Linked DNA regions of Mus musculus: region 2 is linked to region 1. A link is a contact called in public HiChIP or PLAC-seq data. All regions are on one chromosome and are shown on one strand. The core of a region is the stretch at or near the end of the contact, and the rest is flanking DNA. Distances in the headings are between cores, read along the strand shown. Region 1 overlaps Atp10a (ATPase, class V, type 10A). Region 2 holds the start of Ube3a (ubiquitin protein ligase E3A).

Region 1 (6,194 bases), core at 212-2,711:
TTTGGTTAGAGGCTCCCATGGTGCACTGTGCCTTACTGAATTGTGGTCATTTATGCTCCAGTATAGACAGATTCCTGAGTGGTTTTTAGATGAGCCTGGGTACATTCAGGGTGGTATGGCTGTAGACTCCCAAGGGGTTTTAGAATCAGCTAGCATACTCTGTTTGTTTCTCTGGAGGCCTCCTTTGCACTTTGCCTAGGTGGGATCCAAGCAGCCCTTTCTCCTGGGCTTACTTTTCCCAACGACTGAGATAGTATCTACCAGTTCACCTGTTGGCCTCTGAAATGTCTGATTTATCTCTCCTGGCTGGTGAGAACTAGAACTGTTGTGGAGATGCTCAACTCAGCATCTCTGACTCCTGCTCCTCTCTTTCCTCATTAAGACTTGGCCAAAGCTCCGGTGGAACCCTCTGAAGACCCCAAGAGGGTACTTTCTAGGGCTTCACTCTGCAACTTCTTGCTCCCTTGCTCCCTCTATACCCTAAGCTCTATGGTTGCTGAGTTTGAGACCAGGGTACTGCCATGCTCCTTGTCTTATTCCAGAAGACTACAGGAAAGGAAATGGGCTGACATGAAAATGACATGCTTTTGGCCTTACAGTAGAATCATTATCTATGTTTCTATCATTTAACGTGTAAAACACAAGTTAAAAATGTGTCACTTGTTTGTTGTAGGTGGGTAGATCATGGGCTGTAATGGCGTCTTTGTCAGAAGTGAGGTGTGGTCATTGCTGCAAAATAATTTATATGGAGTTGGGGCTCTTGACCACTTTTTAGAGTACTTGCAACATGCATGAACCCCTAGCTTCAGTCCCCAGCATCGCATAAAACCAAGGACATTGGTAGCACATACCAGTAATACCAGCACTCTGAAGTGGAAGTGGGTGTGTGTCTGCCAAGGTCATCTTCTGCTAGGAAGGAGTTGGAGTAGATCCTGTCAAAAATAAGAGAATTATACTTTGTTTTTTTTTTCTTAAAAAATATCCAGTTCAGAGGTTAATAATGTATTTGACTGCCAAGAGAAAATAATACTATAAATAGTGTGTTCCCATGAGTTGAAAGAAAAATAAAGGCAACCTGCTCCCCTCCTCCCCCCACAAAATCCAAACCAAAAACGGAGCAAAATGAGTATTTTTTTCCTCTGTACTTGAATCAGGTTGATTGTAGATAAATTAAGACTTAGATACTATCAGCAAAACATTCTTAGAGACTTAGGAACAAATGTAAAGTGTTCTAGGGGAAGGCTTGTGGGTGTGCTCACGGCGCCCTGCCTATCTTCCTCCGCTTTGAATGAAAAGAGAAATGTATTTATTTTTATAGTAATATTTCCTTAGAGTGATTGTTCAGCAGTAGAACACAGCACTGCATATTACAAAGCAGAAACAAACAGCTTTGTCCCGTGTACAGAGCACGATATGAAACTACAGAGGCTCTCTGTGGCAGGCAAGAAGCTTCGGGCCGGTTCCTGTTTCCTGCTTTGTTGTTTTGAGTGTGATGGATACCGTGGTCTTTGCCAGCCAATACTCAGAAACTAAGAGAGCAGTGAAAAAAAAAAAAGACATTAACCTGAAAAATGATTGTGGTTTTAACTCCTACCTTTCAGCTAGGAGCCAAGCCCAGCCCACAGTTTCCAGTTTTAATCTTAGGAAACATTCACTCTGCCGTGTGTGTGTGTGTGTGTGTGTGTGTACATATAAAGTATTTTATTGAATATTTTATTATTTCATATGATGTATTTTGATCAGATTCATTCCAACTCTTCCCCATTTCTTCTTCCTAATCCATCCAATCTCTCTATGCTATCCCCTCAACTTGCGGTCCTCTTTAAATAAGTCCATATTGCATTTATTTAAATCTGTGTGTGTGTGTGTGTGTGTGTGTGTGTAAGACTATCCATTGAGATTGATAAATAAATAAAACTATCTATGGAATGGAATAAAACCATTAGATAACCATAGCTCCCCAGCCAGGGGTGGGAACTCACAGAACCTGTTTTTATTTCATGCTAAAATGTTGACTGGCTTGATCTTTTGCAGGTCTTATGCAGGCAACCACTGATGCTGTGAATTAATGAGTATAGTGGTCTTATCATATCCAGAAGACACTTTCGTTCTGGTCCTCCCCAGACCCCGGCTCTTAACACTCTTTCTGCTTCCTCTTGCATGATGGTCTTTAAGTCTTAGAGATGAAAGTGTGATTGAGATTCACCAACTTGGCCAAGCTCTCCCCTGGCACTCTTCACTTAGAACAGTCCTAAGTTTCTGGGTTAACCACTATTGACAGCATCAACAAACTTTGCTGATGAAGTCTGAGAGTGCACGAATCTGTAGCTGGAGGGATATGATTCAGGGAACAGTTTAATACTAGGTCCATTTACCTAAATAATAGTAATAGGATCATCCCTGGACCTATGAGCTCTAAAAGCATGTGGTATTGGTCAGATTTTCAGTACTTAGGTATGTGTTTCCTTCTTGTGGTGTGGGCTTTAAATTTAATAAGGAAGAAGATTTAACCCCCAAAATGTACATTCCACTCTTCTATTTATTTATTTATTTATTTATTTATTTATTTATTTATTTATTTGGTTTTTCGAGACAGGGTTTCTCTGTGTAGTCTTGGCTGTCCTGGAACTCACTCTGTAGACCAGACTGGCCTCGAACTCTGAAATCCGCCTGCCTCTGCCTCCCAAGTGCTGGGATTAAACGTGTGCGCCACCATGCCCGGCTGCCACTCTTATACCCATAGATATAGCTTGCCATGCTGGTCATTATTAGAGTTCACAGAGTTCACAACTAGGTATGACTGTGAATGGATTTTCTTCCTAATTATGATTAGATCCGTTTCAGAGGGAATAGGTGTTGAATTAGGCTATGAGAGCAAGCGTTGACTGAGTCTGTAGCATCTCATTTGAGTCTGTGTATCTAACAGGGCTATAGCACTCACCCTGCCTACAACTTCTGGTAGCATGTCTGTTTTCCTCTGGCACTAGGGCATTCTGTTCTGTCTTAGTACTTACATTAATGAGGTCCAGCCTGGCTTGACGGGTGGGGCCATGGAAGCCTTAGGAGGCCAGGTGGGTTAGGCTGGGCTGTTGTGGGCATTGTTGGGATGCTGGTTCAAGCATAGCAGGCACTGATGGTGTCTTCCAGTCATCTCACAAAAGCTTTTAAAATCTCCTTTCTTGTAAGTTTTCACATTACTTTCTACCTATCATCCTGCCACAAACACTAAAAATAGCAGAAGTCCTAGGCCAGCCAGGGCTAGGTAGTGAGATTGGCTCTAAATAAGGAAATAAGTAAAAACAGTAGCATATGCACCATCTCCAAGGGATGCTTATTTTCTGCTGGGTCAGAGGGAGCTACTGTGAAAAACCTGAGGAGTCACTGAAGTGTGGAGTCTCCATACTGGCGGGTCCTAGAGCTCTCTCAGCATGCCTCATGATGCTCCCTTATATCTTTCCTTGGTCTTTACCTCAGAGTTCTTTCTTAGTTCCATCATCTCCTTGTTTCCAGCTGTGTGTTTTGCTGTGAGGAATTCTTTATTCTTGGTGGCAAGTTCCAGTCTGTAAGAAAAGATTGCTTCTGTCTCAGAGGTTCCTGTATGTTTTACAGGCTATGATACCCTATAATGTCCCCATTCCACCTAGGAGAGTCTTCTGGATTTGGACAGGGTACATCCTTGAGCTTGTCTGCTTCTCAGTGAGTTATGGTTGGCATGAGCCTATTGTTGTAAAGATAACTTACAAGTATTTATGTGCTTTAATAAATACCATGACAGAAATTCTTGCCATGACTTCCTCTAGGCAGGATGGAAGACTGTGAGTTCTGCCTGATGATACAATTCCAGACCCTTTTAACAGGTCCAGGTTGGGGCTCAGTGTGTCAAGGTTCTTGTCAGTACACCTGATGACCAGAATGTGACCCTTGGGATACCGTGGAAGGGGAGAGTTTACTCCTGCAGTTTGTATTGACCTTTACATGCACATTGTGGCACATCCATGCCCCTCTCCCCATATAAATAAATAAAACGTATTAAAACCAGGTTTGAAAGCACAGCTTACTGGGCTTGTTAGTGTCAGAGGTCTGGGTACCACTCCTGCACTGCCTGCCATGAATAGTGATGCTGTAGGTAGCAGGGAGGATGCAGAGTGACTGCCATTTAGCACTCATGGAATTTACTGTGTTTTCCCACACTCTCCTCTCCCTCACTTCGATGCTTACCACTGGACTTTCATAGATTCAGAATGACGTCATCCCTTGTCTGTTCCTGTGGTTGGAACTGCTTACTCTGTGTGTACCATTTGGTACGAACACATCCCAAAGATTTTGTGGCTATTAAAGGCAGTGACGAGGAAAACCCTATTGGACCCACGATTTGAGGTTTGTTTGGCTACGGCTTGCTTTTGCCAGCCATCCATCAAGGAGAACTTTTAGCGTTTTCAGAACAGTCAGTGTATCCAGACCCCTACAGGCATCACTATGTTTTGAAAGCAAGTACACAAAAATCATTTCCTAGAATATCTCAGATGTAAAAAATGACGTAAGAGACAGGTAAAAGCATCGGACCATGCCTGGCCTCAGACTGGATGCAGTGTATAGGCTGAGCATTGCAGCCACCTCCAGTTCCTTTGTGGGTGGTGGCGGTGGTGGTAGGAAGCTTCTCTGAGCTTGGGGACTTCTGCTGTGGTACCTATCCGCAGCAACTCCATTGCCTATTATAGCAAACAGCTGCACTATGAAGTGACTAGGATCCAGGTTTTTGGATTATCTGGCAGCAGATCACACAGAAAGGTTTGGGGTGTGGAAGATCTTTGAGGATTCCTTTCCTTCTGTTACCATTTCTTCCCTCACATTGCTGTGCACTGTAGAGGATGATAAGGGAACGCTCAGCAGTGTTCTCTCATCTTATGATCGGATTTTTCTATTTGTGTGCCTTGGGACTTGAACTGAGGGCCAGGCAGATGCTAAGCACTCTGCCAAATTGTGACTTTGTTACAGTCCCTTTGGATAATGCTGACTTTTAAGGCAAGTCCCCAAAATAAATGCCACTCTTTTGGGTGTTATAAAAAAGGAAGAAACAACCTTGGGATTAATTTCTTCTGCTCAGACAGTTTGTCAGGCTTGTCTTGACTGAAGTGTTTGTATTCCCCAGCGTGGGCAATCACAAGACAGCTTGCCTTGGTGGAGAAGCTCAACTTCCCCTTTGGATGATCAGCCCTGTTATTATCACCTGGGTGGCTGTAGTGCAGAGGTGAAACTGAGAGGAAATCCCACAGGAAAGGGGGCCATCTGGTTTTTCATTTTTTCTTTCTTCTTTCTTCTCTTTTCTTTCTGTATCTCATTGGTCCTATATTTGGGGTCTTTGGCAGGAAGCCTTCTTTAGTTACATGGTGTCATTCCTAGGATTACAGAAGGAGTGTGGTATGGAGGCCCCTCCTGGCCAGCTTTCCTTGCTGGGAAACCTACTCTCAGGCACAAACTGCACATATGGAATGAGAAGGACTCTGGAGTTTTCCCCAGTAGAAAATGAAAATGAAATAAAAATGAAGCAGTTAAAGCACAAATATAATTTATGTATTACTTTAAATGGGCTTTATTGCACAGACACACAAAAAAGGAAAAGTCATTCTTGTATAAATGTCCTACATGTTCATTCTTAAAAGCTCACAGCAACTTTCTGATGAAGTGCATGGGTTTCGTCAGTTAATCTTTGACACGTCGTGTGAGTTTTTTCTTTGGTTTTTAAAAGGAAATGCATTCCTGAGGAAAATAAGAACAAAAAGCATGCTTTCCATTCCCCGACCCCCACCAAATCTCTCTGAAGCATCACCTCCTAGGCACGAGCTCTCTCCCAGGCCCATCTCTCTGGCTCTTTTCCACCTGGTATCTTCTGGACCCTTTCCCTCCTTACATTGACTTTTTCTTATTCTTCTCTGTCCACACCATCCACCAAGCAGCCTGGAAGCGACTGCAGAGTATAGAGGAAACTGTAGCCATCCAGAGCCCCCTTCCCAAGGCTGCCTACCTAGAGCCTTATGGTCTCTTATTCCTACTGTGTTTTACTGTCCAACTGGAGAGTTTCATGTCCTCACAGTTATGTTGGGGATCCTTTCTAAGCCTGGGAAAGTCTGTTGTGACTTGAGTACTGAGGTGAAGCTCAGCCTTCTACATTCAGGAAGTTCTGCAAATTTCCCTCA
Region 2 (6,175 bases), core at 1,807-4,306, 520 kb after region 1:
AAACATGGGCCAATTGCTCACTTCTCACTATAAATTCAATTTGCAAATATACAAAATGAATACTTGCCAAGTCTGTTGCCCAGAAATTGTGTCAAAAGGCAAGTTGAACTGGAACAACGTGTGTGTGTGTGTGTGTGTGTGTGTGTGTGTGTGTGTGTGTGTCTTTTATCCATGGATTCAAAGGAAGCTGGGTTGGGGCTGGTAGCTTGGCCCATTCTAGGAGCTTAGGTGGGGTAGGAAAAGATACAAGCAACACATTAGCACTTCAGAAACTTGCTGTTAACTACTCAAATTTATATAGATGTGATCAGCATCCTAAACAAAATAAATAAAAGCAACAGAAAATATGTTGCTAAGAATGATATCTGTCTTACTACAGTCAAAATGTTTGGTCCTTGTATGCTAATAGACTAGGTTAATACTACAAAACAAAAATGTAAGCTTTAATAATAGAGTTCTGCAGCAGTGGTAAGAGTTAACAAATAAAAGATCATTTCAGCAATAGAATTTTGTATTCTGCATATATCAGTGTCAAGTAAGACATTGCCTTTAAATGAAGTATTATATTCATAATTATTGATTAACCAGATGCCTTTTTAAAAAAGACTTATTTATTTATTTTATGTATACAAGTATACTGTTGGCTATTAGCCCTTTCTTGGATGTAGGGTTGGTAAAAATCTTTTCCCAATCTGTAGGTTGCTGTTTTGTCCTGTTGACAGTATCCTTTGCCTTACAGAAGCTTTTCAATGTTATGAGATTTCATTTGTCAATATTTGATCTGTCCATAGAGCCAGAGGCATTGGTGCTCTGTTAAGGACATTTTCTCCCGACCATTTTTTTGTGTTGAGGATTTATACGTTTTCTGATCATTTTATCCTAGCTCAGGAGTAGCATATAAGTATTAGTTGACACCCAGAAAACCATACAAGTGCTCAACGGTTCTAAAAAACTTTTACAGGCCTGATTTCCTCTTTAACCGATTTACTGAAGATATGTACAGAGATTTTCTTGTATTGTTTTACAAGGCTCAGGTTGTTCTGAGTAAATAAATAGTAGACACTAAGCTTGTTTAAAGAATGAATATGCTTATACAGTTGCATGGTTCTTTTACATTTGAAATGAGAAAATATTTCAAACTATTGAGGCTCATTTAGACCTTATTACACACCTAGATACCAAGTAGCCTTTCCTAGAAAGTGTGTCTGAAAAATGAAAAAATATTATGAAAAGTATACAAATATGTTGGCAGGAATCATTCATGGTAATAATTTTTAGCATAAATATTGACTTCTCAACCTCTCTTTGAGATAGTCTCTTTTTATAGTGAGGCCTGCCATAGAACTCAAGATTTTCCTGCCTATGTTGGGGTTTCAGGCATGTACCTTTATGTCTAGCATTAATGTTTCTAAATTTTAAAAATGATAAATCAAAATACATGAAGTCCTGAACATCAGAGGCCCATATAAGAATACATATTGAACATTAAGTAAATAATTTCTTCAGATTGTTAAGAGAAATTAGTATTCTCCATGATCTCCATATAGAACTTGACTGGCACTTGGATATGTATTTCCTTTAAACTTTTAAGCTTTTTAGAAGTCTGGGCTGCTGGCTACATTTTGATAATTCACATGACTAGACCATGACCTTTCATTTTCAGACTTTTATTTAGGAGTGAATAGCTGAAAGCGTCTTCACATGCTGCAACAGTTTATGTACTTTACTTTTCTTAGCAGTCTAATGATTTTCAGTTTTGGTTTTGTATTTAAATAGTTTGCAAAGATAACTCTTTAAAGGGTTACATTTATTACTGGCCCCTTTCATATAATACAATGGTATTCCAAATGAGGATCTTTAATGGATGGAGAAAAAAAAAGAATAGAAAAAATTTAAAGTATCTTAAAATCTGATATAACAGTTGCACTTATTATTTATCCTGTAATAGTTTACACACACACACGCCTATTATTTTTTAATTTTAAAAAATTGCAAGCCTTTAATCCCAGCATTCAGAAAGCGAATCTCTGAATTCAAAGCCAGCCTGGTCTACAGAGTGGGTTCCAGGACAGCCAGGGCTTCACAGAGAAATCTGTCTTGAAAAACCAATAATAAAAATATTTTTTATAGTGGGGAGATCTTTCATATATATATGATGTGTATATATATATACACACACATACACACACATTATAGGAGCTGTAATAAACAGAAAAGCACATTAATACATGTGATTGTTACATTTTGAGCACTAGATGATTAAGGCTTACTAAGTTGCAAGCCAGGAAATAACATGTCAGCTAGTCTTTATAATAATTTAGTGTCAAAATCATTAACAACAAACCTAAGTTAAACCCTCACTCCGGTACCAACAAGTCACATGGCTCTAACAGGGTTCGGGTGTTCTGTAAATCAAAATTAGTCTCTATCCACGTGTGATCAAGCAAGGCGGTTTCTTCTCAGTTGACATCTACTGGAAGACAACACAGGAGGGGCTGGGCTTTTACCTACTAGTCTGGTAAGCCAGTGACATATCATGTTCTGGCAGAGGCTGATGGCCTTGTTTGCTGAAAGGTTGCCCAATCTCAACGCCTGAATCCTTTACTCGGACAGTTCGGATGAAAAGTCGTAAGGGTCAGCTCTAGCAACAAAACGCTTCTATGCCTCCTCGTGCCGCCAGTAGGCTACACCCTCTTGGCCTATTCGTCCCTCTGACTCCTGGGCTTTGCTAGGCTGGGTAGACCTGTCCGCTCTCGCGAGTACACCGAAGCACACTGGTCTATAGATTGAGTAAAAGGAGCAGAGGCTAAAAACACCAAGCCTCTCTCAGCCCAGTCTCAAGATGGCGACGATGCTGGCCAGCTTCCACCCAGCCCAAGGCCATCTCCCCTTCCCAAAGGCCCCTGCGCCGCAGGCGAAGGCGAGCTAGAGGAGGGCCCCACAGAGCTGCGATCGGGGCGGGGCAGAGCCCGTCGCCATCCCACGCACGCGCAACCCCGCCTCGCATCCCGCCTCCGGACTCCGAGCCCTCGCCCGGCAGGGTTGGCGCGCGCTGCCTGTCGGGATACTCGGTCCGCCCACCTAGTCCTCTCGTCCAGTGCTGCGTTCGCGAGATCCGTATTTCTCCCAAGATGGTGGCGCTCCTCTTTGGGTGACTCCAGGAGACGACAGGGCCTTTCGTCTTTGCCAGCACCTCGTCGCCCCTCCTGCGCTCGCTCTCTCGCTCGCGCACCGGGCCACGCAGCTGTTCACCGCCTCGTTACGCTTCTCTTCCGTCGACCTGTCGCTGACGGTGGCGCCTCCTTCTGCTTCTCTTCGGAGTTGCTCGCCGCCCTCGCCCCCCACTGTGGACAGATCGCGACAGCAGCGCTTCAGCGCCGACTTCAAGGTTGCCCAGGCGCCTGGCCTCTCGGCCTCGGTTTCCTGAGGAGAAGCGCGGGTCCCGCATGAGACCCGGCGGTGGCGCCAGCGAAAGGGAACGAGGCGGTGGCGGGCGGCGGCGGTGGACGAGGGCGACAAGGACCAGTGAGGCGGCCGCAGCTGCGAGGGCCGCAGCCCACGCGCGGGGGCGAGGACAGGTCAGTGCTGCTGCGGCTGCGGCCTGCCCGGCGCGCTCCCTCTGGTCTGTACCGCCGGTCCCCTCGTCACCCTCCGGCCCGCGCTGACAGGGTAGGCGCCGGGCCCTCACCCGCCTCCGTGAGCGAGTGCTTGGGGCGCGTGGTCTGGAGGGGCCGGTGCCAGGACTAGGCCCTGGTGGCTGCGGCTGCTGCAGCCTTAACTGTCAGTGCTGGCTGGACGCAGGAGGGAGGGTTTTGTCACCCACGGGTACCCGAGTGGGCCCGGGGTGGGGCGGACGTGCAGGGCGTCGAGATCGGGGGCCTCATCTAAGCAGAGATCGGAGAGCCAGCCGTGGCTTCAGGCTGCGAAAGGCAGGCCTTTTCCTCCAAAGGGGCGCTCTGGTGGGGAAGACATATTTAGATGTGTGCTTAGTGGGTTGGGGTATTGGGGGTGGATTGGAAGGAAGACGGATGAAGCGGCACCTCAAGCCCAAGGATTGCGCTCTGGTTTTATTCGTGTGCTGCTTCTGGTAGGATTCAGTAGTTGAACGTGAGTTACTGATTCCTCAGAAACTGCTGTGTTAATTTTCAATGCAAACCTGTAAGCAGTTGGCCTCCTCCTCTTCTCCCCTCCCCCTTTTCAGTTGAGAAAATGAAAAGGACGTTTTCCCCATTTTGATGCGGAGGCTTTTTGTTGGAAGAATCAGAGTTGAATGTGCTATAATTGCGTTAGCCTTAAAAATAGAAAGTATAATTTTAATAAGACTTTATCAGCTTTAGAAGAATCCTCTAAAGACAATTTTACGTCAATTTTTTTTATGTCTTTTGAGCATGCTAAAATAGAACAGTATAAAATCTCTTTGGGATTGCGTTAAATAGCTAGTGTACTGTTGGAAATGTTAACTAAATAGTATATGGGATGTGTTATCCACCATTATCTTACTTCGTGAAGGATATTCGTATAACCCATGGTTTTGGGAGAAGCAGCAGATTATGTTAAAATGTTTTGGATAGGGAAGTGCGTTTGAAATAAAGATGGCCTGAACTTTAAGAAATACAGCTGTTAAAAAGCTAAATATCAAAGCCCTATTGGACAAGAGACACGACGAATGTTTTTGACACACCTCAGATTAGTTAATACTCTTAAGATATCTTTTTGGTAAATTATGTAAATTTAGAATTGAGGAGAGATAAAAGGAAAATTTTGTCTTGTTATGTATGACAGAAATTGCTTTAGTATTAAATTCTCCTCTTAAATAGACTGCTTACTGCACTTTTAAGGAAGTGGATACTGCATCTGTATTGCTGATAAGCCTAAGTAAGGATGACTGTAAATCCATAAATACTTAGCTTTACAAAAAAGCCATGTATCAGAATCTGTAATAAAAATGAGAACTTCAACAATTCGCAGTCTATCGTTTAAGAAAGATACAGCACATAATAAAGATGAGATGACTTGTAGTTTTGTTTTCAAAATCAGAATGTAGGTTGTGAAATAATTTGTGTCAATATTTACCTTGCATGGTGTGTTGTGAAGTGGTATACACATACTTCTTTGGATGTTGCTCTTCATATAACTGAGGAGCTTAACTTTGAGTTTAGAAAATTCCTTTTGTATGCAGGTTTTGTAGGTGGCTTTTTTATCCCTGAAATAGCCACCATCACCCTTTTTTTTTTTTTTTTTTGAGAAAGGGTCTTATGGTATATCGCTGGATGACGTCTAACTCTCCTCTTGGCTTTGTCTCCAGGGTTCTGCGATTAAAAATGTATACCACCAGGACCGGCTATTTACCCTTTTTATGGTTTTAAATTAGAAAAATGTGATTTCTACCTGAGACAAAACTCATTCTATTTGATTCGTTTTTTTTTTTTTTTTTTTAACATTGCATTCATTAGGTATCTATAATGTCTCTGACATGTAAATTTTATTCAGTTGTATTTCTTAAACATTTGTGTCTTCCCTCAAATAATTGCAGTAATAATTGTTTCTCTCAATTTTTATGAACATTTTCTTTTTAATTGGCCATAGCTATTTTTTTTTCTGTTCAAGAGCTTAAGATGATCTTTTCAAATGTCCTTTAAAAAAACCAACACCTTAAATGAATGGTTACTGGTATATTATCATTTATTCTAATTAGGTTTGTTTGTTATTATTGATAATATTACTGTTAATGGATTTATATTATATTTATATGCAGCTATTAAAAACATCAGTGTTCTGATTTTTGCAACTGGAGATGAGTTTTAAGAGGTGGTCTTTTAAGTACTTTCAAATACGGAAAAACAATATAAAAATATAAAAATAGTCCTCTAAGTCTTTTGATGTTCTCTTCAGAAAGGCTTAGGATAATAGAGTTTTGGTTTTGACAGTTACTTTTTCTTACTGATAAAAATAAAGACAATGTTATGTTAGGCATGATGTCTCACATCTGTAAACCAACAATTGAGAGGCTAAGGAAGGATTGTGGCAAGCCTAGACTAAGAGGCGAGACCTTGTCTCAAAAAAGTTATCAATCAGAGATGTCATAGAATGTGTAATTGAAAACTTTTTTCTTTAATTAATTAATTAATTAATATTTTTGGGAGGCAGGGTTTCTTTGTGTAGCCATGGCTGTCCT

What was found. HiChIP or PLAC-seq counts read pairs in DNA pulled down with a chosen protein or histone mark.
Region 2: a contact with region 1 is called in an H3K27ac HiChIP or PLAC-seq map of bone marrow-derived dendritic cells, with 5 times the contacts expected there. The contact joins the promoter of Ube3a here to the enhancer-like site in region 1. A contact is called at or near these places in 7 of 39 promoter capture datasets (the C10 cell line, the HPC-7 cell line, cranial neural crest and 3 more), 16 of 115 datasets of contacts at active chromatin or transcription factors (the 230-238 cell line, the NIH/3T3 cell line, acute myeloid leukemia and 11 more) and 1 of 9 other capture datasets (adipose tissue).

Annotation. Positions count from the first base shown.
Region 1 is chr7:58,710,535-58,716,728 of GRCm38.p6, forward strand. The region is part of intron 1 of Atp10a (ATPase, class V, type 10A); the gene reads left to right. Gm39019 (a long non-coding RNA gene) reads right to left here. Exons shown (of 5, transcript XR_003946773.1): 3 at 852-932. Among named protein-coding and RNA genes, the nearest start is that of Gm39019, 17 kb to the right of the region's middle. Within about 2 kb of position 1,462, at least 77 of the 459 cell types and tissues checked have an H3K27ac peak or open chromatin away from gene starts, as enhancers often do. A contact at or near this core is called in the 230-238 cell line, the HPC-7 cell line, adipose tissue and 6 more, where this site is marked.
Region 2 is chr7:59,225,694-59,231,868 of GRCm38.p6, forward strand. It overlaps Ube3a (ubiquitin protein ligase E3A), which reads left to right and starts at 3,057. Exons shown (of 11, transcript NM_001033962.2): 1 at 3,057-3,578.